2 separate regions of the Nomascus leucogenys genome follow, and region 1 is linked to region 2. Evidence: chromatin contacts called from public Hi-C data. All regions are on one chromosome and are shown on one strand. The core of a region is the stretch at or near the end of the contact, and the rest is flanking DNA. Distances in the headings are between cores, read along the strand shown.

The links. Hi-C and Micro-C count contacts between places; a contact is called where the count stands out from the background.
Region 1: a Hi-C map of a lymphoblastoid cell line shows a contact between it and region 2, with 4 times the contacts expected there. The contact joins the promoter of CISH here to the promoter of MANF in region 2. A contact is called at or near these places in 2 of 4 Hi-C or Micro-C datasets (both in a lymphoblastoid cell line).

What each region holds. Positions count from the first base shown.
Region 1 is chr4:101,048,451-101,052,340 of Asia_NLE_v1, reverse strand. It overlaps CISH (cytokine-inducible SH2-containing protein), which reads right to left and starts at 2,157. Exons shown (of 3, transcript XM_003257120.3): 1 at 2,015-2,157. The coding sequence starts at 2,034.
Region 2 is chr4:100,331,329-100,335,191 of Asia_NLE_v1, reverse strand. MANF (mesencephalic astrocyte-derived neurotrophic factor) reads left to right here and starts at 2,468. Exons shown (of 4, transcript XM_030811680.1): 1 at 2,468-2,702; 2 at 3,468-3,595. The coding sequence starts at 2,468. DOCK3 (dedicator of cytokinesis protein 3) reads left to right here. Exons shown (of 54, transcript XM_030811684.1): 54 at 1-1,481.

The DNA of each region.
Region 1 (3,890 bases), core at 908-3,407, 720 kb before region 2:
CTCTACTTCCCCAGGAAGACTGCTGCTCCTCCCTCACTCCTTGCAAAATACATCTCCAAGCCTTAGTTCTGGGTCTAGTCCCTGGCTGGGCCTCAGGACACTGTGATAATGAAACCATGGCCTTGCCCTCAAGGAGAACCAGACTGGCTGAGGAAGACGACACTAAGAGTGATTATAATGCAAAGTCATAAAACTGCAGGTGTCGTGGGGGAGTCAGGGTCTGCTTGCTCCTGAGCTGAGTCTTCCAGGCCAAAGGAAGGAGCTGGGGGAAGGGACCCCACGTAGAGAGGACAGCTTGGGCAAACGGCGCCAGTATTGCTTGTGAGGCAGGAAGGGGTAGGCAGGAGCTGGTGGCAGGAGCCAGATCTGACTCCTGTGTAGGTTATAGGTGACTCTCTAGGTTCTAAAAATCATGGCCCTGTGACCACTCACAGTGAGAAAGGGCCACACGACTCTGGCACACAACAGCCTGCCACAAACTTTTCCACACCTACCCTGGCTGTACTGTGGGAGCTCGGAAATCCCTCTTGGAGAGCTGGAGGCCAAATTTTGAGATGACCTGTCTGCTGGGGCCCACAGCTACCTTCCCAGGAGAATGGTTGGTGGCTAGCCGGTCAGGCTGGAACCTCTGTGGGTGGCCACGTCCAGATAGCTTAGCCGGTCCTCAGATCCCACATGTAGGTGTGGGCACCTCTGGGGCTGATGTGGTAGCTGGGTATATGAATAGCTGTGTTGATCACCACAAGCTCCTGGTGAGTGTGTACCTGGGCAGGGGTGTGTCTATGGCTGTGTCATCATCATGGTGGGGACAGTGGCTGGTGTGTTCTAGGTACATGTGTGTGCCTGCTTTGGAGCGCAGCAGTCTGTTAAAAACTTTGTTCCCCGACACCCAACAGTGGCCCTGAGCTTACAAGGGGGTGCTCACCTAGGGTAAAAAGTGAAAGAGGCTATGGGACCCCAGAATGCAGGGGGAGGCTCCTGGGGTGGAAGGCAGTGGTGGGGCAGGTATTCAGGAATCCCGGAATGCAGACAGGGGGAAGGAACTTGCTGGAGACAGCAAGGGAGAAGTAGTCTTCCCAGCACCTCCATGTCCTCTTCCTTGGCCTCACCTTCCACCCTCCCTCACTTGGCGCCAGGCCAGTTGTGATAAGCACAGCCACCCAGTCTTCCCTGAGTGCAGAACACCCATTTATACCTTCTTCCTCTCTCCTTGGAGCTTCCTGAGCTCCTGTCAGATCACCATGGCCAGCATCAGACCCTTTGAAGGGGTTGCTGAGGTTCAGGACAGAGTGGATGGCCAGGAATGCTCAGCTCAGGTCAAGACTGTCTTATCAGCATCCCCTCTCCACTGTCCCCTACCTCAAGTCTGGGAAATTTGAAGATGAGAGGCAGGAGCCAAGGTCCTTCTCACATTGGGATCCCAGACTGGGCTGAGACAGGGTTGTGAGACGATTGTGGTCCCAGGCAGGACCAGGCCAAACCCAGGGCCTCCCGAGAGTTGCTGACCAACAGGTGCCAGCCTGAGGAAAGGCAAGGATCTCCGGCTGGCTTCCCAAGAAGAGCCTACTTGCTAGCCTGGGGCAGGAGAGGGGACACCAGGACAGAGGGGGCCAGGGGCTGGTCCAAGGTTACTGGCAGTCAGGGCAGCAGGCAGGCTAGCGTAGAGTGCTCTGGGCCCAGAAGAATATCTGGGATTGTTGGCCACATCTTGGGGGACGCCCTGCCGTTAGCGTCCATCTGCTCCAGTGAGAACCCAGGCTGAGCCCACCCTGTGAGTTCCTCCTTTAGCCGGCCAGCCCCCGGTTTCCCAATCCACAGTGGGAATTGAGGTGAGTGTGTGAGGGCGGGGAGTGGGAGTGTCACAACCCCACACAGAGCCTCGCTCCTGAGGTCCGTCTGCGCTCAGTCACCTCTGGCCCGTCAAGCCCTCCCAATGCCCGGCAGCTAGCACAAAGCCCCTGTTCTCCCGTGCGCCCCTCGTGGTGGTCGGGAGGGGGCAGAGAGCCGCGCTTACCCCTGAACGCAGAGGACCATGTCCCCGCGGCAGCGGCGACTCCGAAGTGGGGACTCGGCTTGACGGCGGCGGCGGGAGGGAACCAGTGGGCGCGGAGCGCGTGCTGGGTAGGCTCCCGGTGCGCGCGGGCGCAGGGCAGGGACTGAGAGACAGTGGCGCGGACCGCCTGCGAGGGTGAGGGGGGCGGGCCAGACGAGCGGGGCGGGGCGAGCTGCTGCCTAATCCTTTGTCTGCCGCGTTCCAGCCCTTCCCGGAAGCGGCGTCTTCCTAGAACCGCGGGCTGAGCGGTGGGGCCCGGGCGGGGTGCGCGGGCGCCGTCGCCGGGTCTAGGGCCCTGGGCAGTGAAAGGAAATACTTTGACAGATTTCCAAGAACTTTCCAGGAAAACGGGGCGGGGCCCCGCGAGCCGACCAATCGCGACGCTGAAGGTGGAGCCGAGCGGTCGGGGAGGGCCAATAGCAGCGCGTGGACCCGGGGCTGACGCTACCGAGCGGGGCAGGACGGAGAGATCAGTGGGGAAAGACCGGGTCCGGGAAGTTAAGGAGGGGCCCGGGCTCAGCAACCCGAGCCCAGATTGCCTTCTGGCATTCTGCGTCGTTGGGGAAGGGCCCTCTTATCTCGCCGTGGAACTCGTGGCAGGGCAGGGGGCGGAGTCCCGGGCTTGTCCTCCCTGCGAGCGGCTCCTCCAAGGAGGTCTGTCGGCGTGTGCAAGCGCCCCGTGTTGGGACGGCCGCTCTTGAACCCTAGGACTCTGTGTGTCGGGTGTCGGATTGGGTGGCATGGGGTGAGGTCTGGAGCGGGACTTAGGGCAGGGCGGGGTGCAGAGGACGATTCCATAAATGAGTGGGTCCACTGGGGTCAAGCCAGCGGTCACCACAGGCAGAAAGATCCAGACAAGAACGTTTTCTTTGAAAGAGTTGAAGGAGAAAGCACATCCCAACTTTTTGAATCAGGCAGACCATCCAGTCTTGGCTGGCACTGGTTTCTGGCCGGCCCTGCCAGTCAGGGGAGAAGAGACTACAGATTTGAGAAAGCAAGCAGAGACAGCCCCAGACGGCCTGGACTCTGGGTTGGTGCCCCCCCACCCAGCCCCAGGGAAAAAAAAATGCTGAGAGAGTCCTGCAGCTCAAAACATAGGGAGATAATCTGGGAGTAGGGTGATAGAGGTTGGGGCAGGATGGCGGGGGCAGAGTAGTAACACTCGCTCTTATCTACAGGGAGTACTTGCTGCATTTGATCCTCTACAACTGGTGTTGCTCCCATTATGCAGACAGAAGACAGCCCCAGGGAACAAATGCTAGGAAATGGCAGGGTAATAGCTTGATCCCAGCTCTGAATCAGAAGCCCACACTCCTACTAGGACCCTCTCCCCTTTTTTTCAGTTCACTGGATTCACTATGGAGCATCTTGAAAGACTATAGGGTCTATGTGAATCTCCTCCAAACACTTGGGCCTGAACTGTGGGATTTGGAGAGGTTGCAGGGTCCACTCCCCACCCCCATCCCCCTCCCAGTGTGTGCCCCCGGGGTCCCCAGAAAGGAGGCTAGCTTTGAGATCCTGGGCAGGGATGACAGACCCCTGGCCATGTTGAAGGGCCTGAACGATAGCATCCAGGAAAGACAGGGCTCAGCTTGCTCTGCCCAGAGTGGCAGAGGGCAAAAGAAACCTGAAAGCAAAACCCTGTGAAACTGGGGGAAAAATGGTTAAGTTTCAGATTTCAGGGCAGTCACTTCTCTGTGGCTTTCCTGAAGGGAAGCCGGGCTTCATGAGTACAACTCTGCCAGCCCCCTCCTGAGTTGGTCGGAAGCCACTTTCTTGGAATGGGGGTAGGGGGGATGGATACCTTATAACCCACTTTGAGGGCTGGAATACCTGG
Region 2 (3,863 bases), core at 1,219-3,718:
CAACCCGCCCCAGGCCATGGGGACCACCACTCAGGGTTCGGGGCTGGCAGGAGGGCAGTTTCTCCAGTCTCCCTAGTCTGTTGGTGTCTTTATAGGAAACTATAAAGCAGAGCAGTGGTGTCTTTAGAGGAACCTCATTCAAGTCAGGGCACTGATTTTCCTCTCAGTTTATTATTTGGGGGGATAGGGTCAGGTGGGTATAGTAGTACTTTACCAGGGTGCTTTTAAGTTACTTTAAAAAAAAAAAAAAGCCTACAAAATATTTTTTTTCTTTTATTTGCTCGAGTTCACATTAATGATGGTCACAAGGCTGCCTTGTTGGGCAGGTGTGTTGCCCCCAGTTCCTCTTCTGCTGGCCTGTGTGACCTCCACAACCAGGCCCTGGGCCTGAGCCCCTTGTCCCTTCTCCACTGCCCCTCTTTCCAGACAGTAAAGGCCACGGTCAGTGTGTTTTTCTCTTGTAAACAAACCCCAGCTTGTTTAACAGAAATGCTGATAACCTACTGGGAAAGATGGAGGTCTAAATTACCTCCAGGGTTTTTCTGGGGGTTTATCACCAGTGTGGGTCCCTTCTGATACCACCAGGTTCACTGCAGGCAGAGTGGGGCAGAAGGCTGCTGAGGATGTGGGTCAGTCACAGCAGCCCTCACCTCAAAGGGCTGGCCTGCTTCTCAGCCTACATTCATTTGCAAGCTTCAATCGCTGGACCATCTGTTGTTCACAGATGTTAGAGGGTTGGGGGCTAGCTTCAGATTTGATTTATAGGTAGGAGGGCTTAGATTTTAAGGCACTTCTGAACGTCAATCCCTGGACAAGGCAGTCATCACGTAAGAACAGCTACCTTCTCCACTTGGTGGCACAAGAGGTAGGGAGGGGAGTATGGGTTCATCTGGCTTCGCATTATGCAAGGTGAAACCGTTTGTTTTCCCTCTCCATTTTCCCTAACTGAATGAAAAGGACACATTCTGAAATCCCTTTTGTTGGAGAATTAGTCTGAGGGGAAATGGGAGGCCAGAGATGAGAACCCTTTGAAAAGATTGTAAAATACTGATTTTCATTCTTTCAAGCTTATTTGTAAATACCTATTTGAATGCTGTGTATTTGTACAGGAATTTGAGCAAAAAATGTATAGAGTGTGATGTCCAATTGGTATTCAGCCCTATAAATGTGTTTTTAACCTCCCGCATTCTGTGCTTATTTAAAACAAGGAAACTTCTAACCATTTCTTTTGTGCATTCATGTTTAAAGAAAAAAAGTGATTTAAAAATGATCTTACCTGTACCAGAAAAGCAAAGTTAAACGAAACAAAATTTGTACCATTGTCCCAAGAGGTATTTTACTGTATATATTGTGGTAGCATGTTCAAAATCCAACAAGTAATGTGAATTTTAGATGTAAATATCTGCCACTTGATTTTTTCCCCCCTTTCCCCACTTCCTTGACTGCTGTGATGTGAATTAAAGATAAATACGTGATACTGATCCACTGAATTCACTGAATGGGAGCAGAGGATGTGCCCCTCTCCAACCCTTGTCGCCGGGCTCCAAGCCCTTTTTAGCCCCATAGACATGTCCTTTCTGCACTGAGTAGAGCCAACCCTTCCCGCATCCTGCCTTCAAGGCAGGCAGCCAGCAGGGCACTTGAAGGGCAGTCGAAAAGGAAACATCCTCCAGTGCTTCTCTAGTGATTCCCGGGACCCCACTCAGGAAGCCCCTCGGCAGCGGGGGACCCCCGAGGCCCTAGCCGGGGAGGCAGGAGGAGGCTGGCCAGCCACCAAGCCACGCTTCAGAGCTTGTAAGGGCACCCCCCGAGCCCCTCACCTTCCCACTCTGAGGCGAACCCATGTCCTCGACCGATGATCCGGCCCGGGCGCTTCCCTCCACGGTCTAGAGTGGCGGCCCAGCTTTGAGCTTGGCGCGCCTTGAGCCCTTCCTCCGGATGTCCCGCAGTCCGTCCACCCCGCACGTCTCCTATCAGCCTATGCACGGCGGGCTCCGATCAGCTGGAGGATCAGCACGTGGGCTTTCAAAGATTGGGTCCGTTGCCCACGCGACTGAAAGAAGAAAAAAAGAAACCTCTTTGAGCCTTGCCTGCGGCCGCCCGCCCTTCCTGCCTAACCTGTTGTGTTGGCTGACCCCAGAACTCCTGTACCACGAGTCGGAGTCCGAGCAAGGAGATCAGCAGGGTTTTTCGAGCGAGCCTGGGGCCCAGGGCAGGGGTACGCGGGTCAACTCAACAGATGTAAGGCGTGGCCGAATCCCATTCAGCTAGCAGTACCCGGCCTCAGCCAGAGTCGCTGCCCTTATCCAAGATGGCGGCCCACACCGCTTCCGTCGCTGCTGTAGCCGCTTCCTGCGGCCGGTCCGGGTTCAATCAGCGGCCGACAACTGTCTAGGGCTCAGACACCACCAGCCAATGAGGGAGGGCAGCGTGGAGCCGCCCGTCTGGGCTTGCGGCTCGTGGACCAATGGGGAAGTGGCGTGTGGGAGGGCGCCGGAGGGCCCCCCGCCAATGGGGAGCTACGGCGCGCGGCCGGGACTTGGAGGCGGTGCGGCGCGGCGGGTGCGGTTCAGTCGGTCGGCGGCGGCAGCGGAGGAGGATGAGGAGGATGAGGAGGATGTGGGCCACGCAGGGACTGGCGGTGGCGCTGGCTCTGAGCGTGCTGCCGAGCAGCCGGGCGCTGCGGCCGGGCGACTGCGAAGGTGCAGGATAGGGGGCCTGGGGCCGCGCTCCGTGACCGTTCTGGCGGCGGCGCTGAACCCCACAAAATCACCAGACGGCCGGGGCCAAGAGGGCGGGGGCGGGGGCGGGGGCGACAGCGGGTCCCGGCGGGGCCTGCATGAGGAGGCCCCGGCGCCCGCCCTAGTAAATCTTTCCTGGGCCTAGAAAACATTGGTCCGACGAAGAAAAGTTGAGACTAGATCCCGTTGAAAACTTGGCTTGAAATCTCCATCACGCCTGAGTTATTGTCCCCAGCACCATCTAGAGGTTACCGCTCCCCGTCCGGCGTCGGGAGCTCCAGGGCTGGCCATGGGTGCTGCGCCCTGTCTGTTGGGATCACGAAGCTGCACCTCTGGGTCGGCTGTTGTATTTGGAAATTAGCAGCAGCATTTTGATCATTTTTCTCTTCACCTTCCAGTCTCTCCATTTGTGAGGTCACAGTGAGTCCCGTCTCAAGGACACGTGTTCACCATGGGCTTAAACTTGATGAAAGGAGCAGGGAGGAGTCGTTTATAGGTCACTGGGTGATGCTTGGTCCTTTGATGCCCTGGGTGTACCAGGGGACCCCCGCCACCTGGAACCGGGTTCTGTCTACCTGTAGACACCTGAGAAAAATCGGTGATGGAAAAGCTCACCTCTAATGATTCATCTCCGTGTCTCCTATTAAAAATGCTGGCGGAGTTCTTTCCTGGTGGATTGGAACAGCTTGGTGATTGCTGAGCATCTCCCGTCCCTCTCTTTTCCAGTTTGTATTTCTTATCTGGGAAGATTTTACCAGGACCTCAAAGACAGAGATGTCACATTCTCACCAGCCACTATTGAAAACGAACTTATAAAGTTCTGCCGGGAAGCAAGAGGCAAAGAGAATCGGTTGGTAAGTAGCTGGTGACCCTCCCCAACTGGCCCTGGCTCATGTTAACCCTTGGCTTCACCAGCCGTTTGATAAAAGGCCTTGCCCACCTCTATTCAGGAAGCCAGCTACTCTCTCCATAAACTAATGTGAGACTGAAGTGCTTCTGTGTCCTTCTCAAAGCGGCATGTGTTCTGAAACTGTGATTTTTTTTTTTTAATCCTGTTAGTCTTTATTAAGCACCTACTATGTGCTGGGCACTGGGAATATCAGGGGAAAGAAGTGACAGCCG